2 separate regions of the Gossypium hirsutum genome follow, and region 1 is linked to region 2. A link is a contact called in public Hi-C data. All regions are on one chromosome and are shown on one strand. Each heading gives the region's core, a stretch centred on a gene start, on an enhancer-like site or on the middle of the called end of the contact. The rest is flanking DNA. Distances are from core to core; before and after follow the strand shown. Region 1 holds the start of LOC107960068 (protein VAPYRIN). Region 2 holds the start of LOC107957317 (probable inactive receptor-like protein kinase At3g56050).

Region 1 (2,785 bases), core at 277-2,776, 190 kb before region 2:
ACTTGTTATGTGTAGACAGAGTGTTCTGTCCTAAAATAATGTTGGCATAAAAGATGCTACCTTCTAATTATGTTGAAATTGCTTCTTGAGATTTCTAATTCACAATGACAGGTACAAGCCTCTTAGGCATTGTACTTCCAGACTTCCAGTTGATAGCAACGGTAATTTGCTTGGCTGGCCCTCACCATGGCCCCACAGGCTTAGGAATAAGCCTCAAAGCCTTCCAGCTGAAGCAGATGCCCAAGCTATATTCAATGAGGACACCAAACATTGGGCTGCACTTGTATCTGATGTCTATTTTGATGCTCTAGCTATAAACTGGGCTAGTTTAAGAAATGTGATGGATATGAATGCTGGTTATGGAGGGTAAGAAATAGAACTATGTTTTTACAGGTTTCTGTCATAAAGAAATCTTACAACACCATAGGCATTGTGGTTTTACAGGTTTGCGGCGGCACTTAATGAGCTTCCTCTCTGGGTGATGAATGTTGTACCAATTGATGCACAAGATACCTTGTCCATTATTTTCGAAAGGGGCTTGATCGGAATCTATCATGACTGGTGCGAGTCATTGAGTACGTACCCTCGAACATATGATCTGCTGCATTCCAGTTTTCTCTTCAAAAACCGTCAAGAGAGGTATATAAGTAATGATCTATTGCTCTGATTTGTACTTGAAAAAGAGTGAATAATGTAGAATGGTGATGCGAGATTTTGAACCTGTCTGTCAGATGTAACATTATAGATGTAGCTGTGGAAATGGATCGCATACTGAGACCTGGTGGATATCTGTTACTTCAAGACACCATGGAAACCATTCAGAAGCTGAATCCAGTACTGCGATCACTACAGTGGTCGACACGCCTTTATGAAGGCCAATTTCTTGTTGGGAAGAAGGGGTTTTGGCGTCCCAAATACTAAATGCAAGGAACACGGACCAAGGTACTTCAACTCCCACTTTATTCTTCGATTTGCAAGGAAGAAGGATTAGACTTTTGACATTTACCTCTCATTTTTTTTTCTAATATTTGGTGTAAATCGTATAGAAAAGGTCATCCAATAGAGGGATTTGGACATTTTGTTCTATATCTTTGAAGGAATAAAAAAATATCTACATATTATTATTATTTTTTTTTAAATATGAATATGGTTGTGCTGTCTCCCTCACAATTTATTTGTTTTTACTTGATATAAAATTCCTCAAGCTCATCTTATCTTTTTTTTTTTTTAAAAAAATACTGATACAATGGTTTAGCATTGATTGGCACAATTTTATTATTTAAAAGCAATTTCTATTTCTTTGTCTGATATAAACTTCTCTTTTCTAAAAGATATTAAAAATATATTTGATAAGGACGACTCATTTTGTCGAAGATCACATGCAAGCTTAGGTGGGAACTAAGCGTCAGACGACAACAAATATCGTCCCCAAACAAAGATCACATGCAAGCTAAACAATTCTCAGTCGACACTTCCCTTAATTTCAACTGCTATATCTCTGTTCCTTCACCGCTAAATTACACCTTGGTTAGTTATTCGCAATAACATATATAAACTTCATCTGCAATGGAAAATTTCGTTGAAATTTCAGAGGCAGAAGTACGCATAAACTTCATTCTCAACACCAAATGCCGTTCTAACCTTGTTTTAAGATCCCTTTGCCCTTCTTCCCCAGTTGCTTTCAAAGTCCAGACTTCTTCACCTCATAAATTCCTTGTTAATCCCCCCAGTGGACTCGTTCCTCCTTCTTCCCATATTGCCCTCCAAATCATCCTTAAACCCCAAGACCACATCCCCCCCACTTTTCCTCGCTCTCATTCCGATCGTTTCCTCATCAGAACTGCCCCTTTCGACCTCGACTCTTATGGCTCAAATCAGTCCGGCTCGGTAATTTCTTGGCTATCAACTCGACCCACTCAGGACATCAAGCTCAAGGTCGCCTTTGTTGGGCCGTTTCTTCTCCAACAAGCTGTTAGCCGCGGGGACTTTGAGGCAGTGAAGAACATTATCAAGCGGCAGAAATTGGTTTTGTATGATTTATCTACGAAAGAAGCTGAGTCACTCCTCCGAGTCGCGACTCAGTTGGATAACAATTCGGAGAACATGGTGAATTTGCTGCTTGAAGCGGGTTTAAGGACAGGCTCGCGTGAGGATCAAGAAGAAGATGCAAATAACAGCAATGTGGGATTTTATCAGGTGGACCCACGGTGGGAATCTAAAGGATGGAATGAGTTACACGTGGCAGTAGCACTCGATCGGACGGCTGACCTTGAGACGTTGTTAAGGAAGGGGAGACGGGAGACGTTGGATGGGAGAGACAAAGAAGGCAGAACGCCATTGCTTTTGGCGGCGACTAAGGGAAATATCGAGTGTGCTAAGATGTTGTTAGAATCGGGTGCGGAGAAGAATGCAAAGAGCAATGATGGGAGGACTGCACTTCACAGAGCTGTAGCTAATGGGAACCGTAGGATGATTGAAATGTTGATACAATTGGATGCGGACCCCACAATTTGCGACGATCGTGGCCATTCAGCTCTTGATAATGCTCGTGATAAGGGGCATGTAAGTAGTTTTGGTTTTTCAAATTTGGCAGGGAATTCCATTTCTCGATCAAAAACTTGGGAATATAAAAAATATAGTTTCATGGAAGGAAATATTCTTTTATAACGCTAATCATTTGTAATTAACACCTTTGAAAATAATTAATTTTGCATTTATGATTCTATATCGAAATTGTTATATTTTTAGCATTAACAAAACATTTTTATAAAATATACTAATAATC
Region 2 (2,967 bases), core at 88-2,587:
CTTAATATTACGATTTTTTTTAAAAATCAGCCCAATTTTAACAGTAAATATGAGTTGATCGTCAATCAACTGCACGTCAACAAAATAGCTTATATGGCATGCTACATCAGCACGATGTAATAGATAATGTCATCTATAAAAAAATTGTTCTGAGTGCATCAAAACCAATGAACACTAACAGTGAAATAAAAAAAAATTCTTATACTATATTCATTCACCATGAAAGCTATGATTGTAATACTACTATTGATACAAACAAAAATAAAAAATTTCTTCTACATAGAATAGATCATCAAATTAATCGCAAATACTAATGAAAGCTAATAGCGAAACCAAAGAAAAAAAAGAAGATAATTTAATTAGTACCTTGTTAAAGTTCAGTTGAGTACCTCAATGGTGAAGAAAATAGTAGAAGTAATCAAGCATCTCCGATGACGACCCGAACTCCTTCGAATCGAGTCGAACACGACCCAAATTCGGTGACCCATCTGACTTTTTCTCCAACCTTTCTTCCTCTACGGACTTCTCTAGTTTCTACTTTTTAGAAACGTCTTCGGTTTCTTCGTCATTTTCCTATCTCTTGCACTCGATTCGAAGTCACCGTTGGCATCGTCTCTGGCATTAGGGTTTTGGGCGAAGGAGTTAAGGTTTTTGAGATCCATGTCTTCAGTTGGTGGGTTGGCCCTAGTGAGCTTCGACAATGCCTCTTTCTCCACCATTGAGGAAGATAAGATTTCAAACCTTAGAACGTTTGACAGTAGTGGAGGAGTTAATAGACTTTGCACAGAGGCTTTGTTTAGTTTCCCATGGGTAGATATGTGATGAGGAAAACGAATTGAGCTGCACATGTACTAGTTGATGCAGGAGGCTCCATTGGCAATAGAGACCGCAATGGAGCAAGATCATTGGTAGGTGGATTTCTAGAGAACGGATTTGTGAGAGGCTACTTGAGGAAATTTGTTGGTTTTGTTTTATTGGTTTCCATCTAATGCAAAAACCATGAAGAAGAAAGAGAGAAAGAAAGAAGAAGTAAGAATGGATATAAAATGAAAAAAAAATTATGACATTATGCTTACGTGGCATGCCACATAAGATACTTTGTTGATCTGTAATTTGATTGACTGTAAACTAATATTTACCGTTAAAATTAGACTGATTTTTTAAAAAATTGTAACGTTGAGAGTGTCAATACGGGCACAAAACCAAAATCCCCTAAATGTTGAGGGTATTTTTTGAAATTATGCCAAAAGAAAATTATCCGGAACCTTAATTTACCTTTATTATTTACTGCGGCTAAAAATGAAATAAGGGAGAAATTTGTAAAGGTTGATACGTTGTTCAGTGAGTCTTTTGAGTGTACGCGTTTTCAAAACCAGAAACAAATAGAAAAACAAGGAAAATTGTCTTAACTCTAATATCGTGTTAGATTCACCCACTGACTCAGCCGCGTTTCTTTTTTTTTTTTTGTTTTTTCTTCCTATCATAGTGAAAATTTTCTGGTTTTTTTTTTCGAGTGAAGACCTCTCAAACAAGAAGACGATGATGATGAAGAAGAACTGGAAGTTTGTAAGACTAAGACAAGAGTTTCGAGTTGGTGTTTTGCTGCTTTTATTATGTCAAAGTTTGGCTTGTTGGTCGTTGAATGAAGAAGGTAAACTTTTCACTTTTTTGTTTCAATTTTTGGGTTTGGTTTGTTTGTTGGGAAAATGGAGGGAAAACAATGGTTTTTGGTAATGGATATGCAGGATTTGCTTTGTTGAGACTAAGAGAGAGAGTGGTGAATGATCCATTTGGTGCTTTGTGGGCTTGGAAGGAAGAAAATGGAGAGATTAACCATTGTTCTTGGTTTGGTGTCGAGTGCTGTGATGGCAAAGTTATTGCTTTGTAAGTTTTTTTTGGCACCAATGTTTGTTTTTGGGTGGATGATGTTTGGTTTCCGAGAAAAGAAAGGAAACATAAATGAAATCTTCTGCCTTTAATAATTTCTTATTTACTTTTTGGTCGGGAGAGTATCATTTACAATTTTGAGATATGATTGTAAGTAGTAACATAATATCAAATACTAGCTTTGATATCTAATTTACCAAATTTCAATATATATATATTTATTTGTGAAATTGGGATTTTAAGTAGATTTTTTGGTCAGATAAAGGCACTGGTATTTGTGCTGAATACTGATTCAAAGTTTAGGCAAATTGTGATGAATTATTTCCTTTAATTTGTTTAAGGATTTGATGGACTGAATAAAAATGCAGGAATTTGAAAGATCTTTGTCTTGAAGGAACACTGGCACCTGAGCTTGGAACTCTAATTCATATTAAGTCTATGTAAGTATGATCTTTATCGGATTGTTGATATCAAAAGCAAAGTGCGATTTGGCGATCTACTTTTCTTGTATGCACTGTTCTGAAGCAATTGTTTTCCCCCACAGTATCTTGCGGAACAACTCTTTTACCGGAACTATCCCCGAAGGGATCAGCAAACTGAAGGAATTAGAGGTATTAGACTTGGGATACAATAATTTCAATGAATCGCTTCCATCTGGACTCAGCAACGATCTCTCCCTAACAATCCAGTAAGTCAACAATTCAATTCTCATACCCGGGGCAATGCTGTGTTTCTTTCTAGTCTTTTTTATTCAGTTATTTAATCCTTGTTTATGCTCTTGTAGGAACAGTGACCGATCTGAAGGTGCAGTGCTAAGGAGATTGCTGCAAGAAACGGCAAACACTTCTGCAAAGTCACCAAAAGCACCCCCTTTAAATTATAGTATGCCTCCATCTCCTCGTACATCTAGAGCTCCAACTCATCCTGCATCTTCTGAACCATCCACAAATAGTACATATTTAAGGGGTGCTCCTGTTCCACGACCTCCCTCTGCTCCTGCTTCTAAACCTTCTGGAAATGATACAGTACCTAATACTTCTGCTCCATCACCATCGGGAAGCAATCCTTCTATTCCTGACT

The links. A called contact is a pair of places that touch in the nucleus more often than the background predicts.
Region 1: a contact with region 2 is called in a Hi-C map of leaf, with 2.3 times the contacts expected there. The contact joins the promoter of LOC107960068 here to the promoter of LOC107957317 in region 2. A contact is called at or near these places in 13 of 34 Hi-C or Micro-C datasets (anther, callus, hypocotyl and 1 more).

The regions. Positions count from the first base shown.
Region 1 is chrA05:80,381,177-80,383,961 of Gossypium_hirsutum_v2.1, reverse strand. It overlaps LOC107960068 (protein VAPYRIN), which reads left to right and starts at 1,526. Exons shown (of 2, transcript XM_016896274.2): 1 at 1,526-2,562. The coding sequence starts at 1,567. It overlaps LOC107960067 (probable methyltransferase PMT22), which reads left to right. Exons shown (of 8, transcript XM_016896272.2): 6 at 112-366; 7 at 445-639; 8 at 732-2,401. The coding sequence ends at 921. LOC121229139 (a long non-coding RNA gene) reads right to left here and starts at 932. Exons shown (of 2, transcript XR_005926731.1): 1 at 1-932.
Region 2 is chrA05:80,191,436-80,194,402 of Gossypium_hirsutum_v2.1, reverse strand. LOC107957317 (probable inactive receptor-like protein kinase At3g56050) reads left to right here and starts at 1,337. Exons shown (of 8, transcript XM_016892821.2): 1 at 1,337-1,651; 2 at 1,746-1,884; 3 at 2,256-2,327; 4 at 2,432-2,575; 5 at 2,672-2,967. The coding sequence starts at 1,540.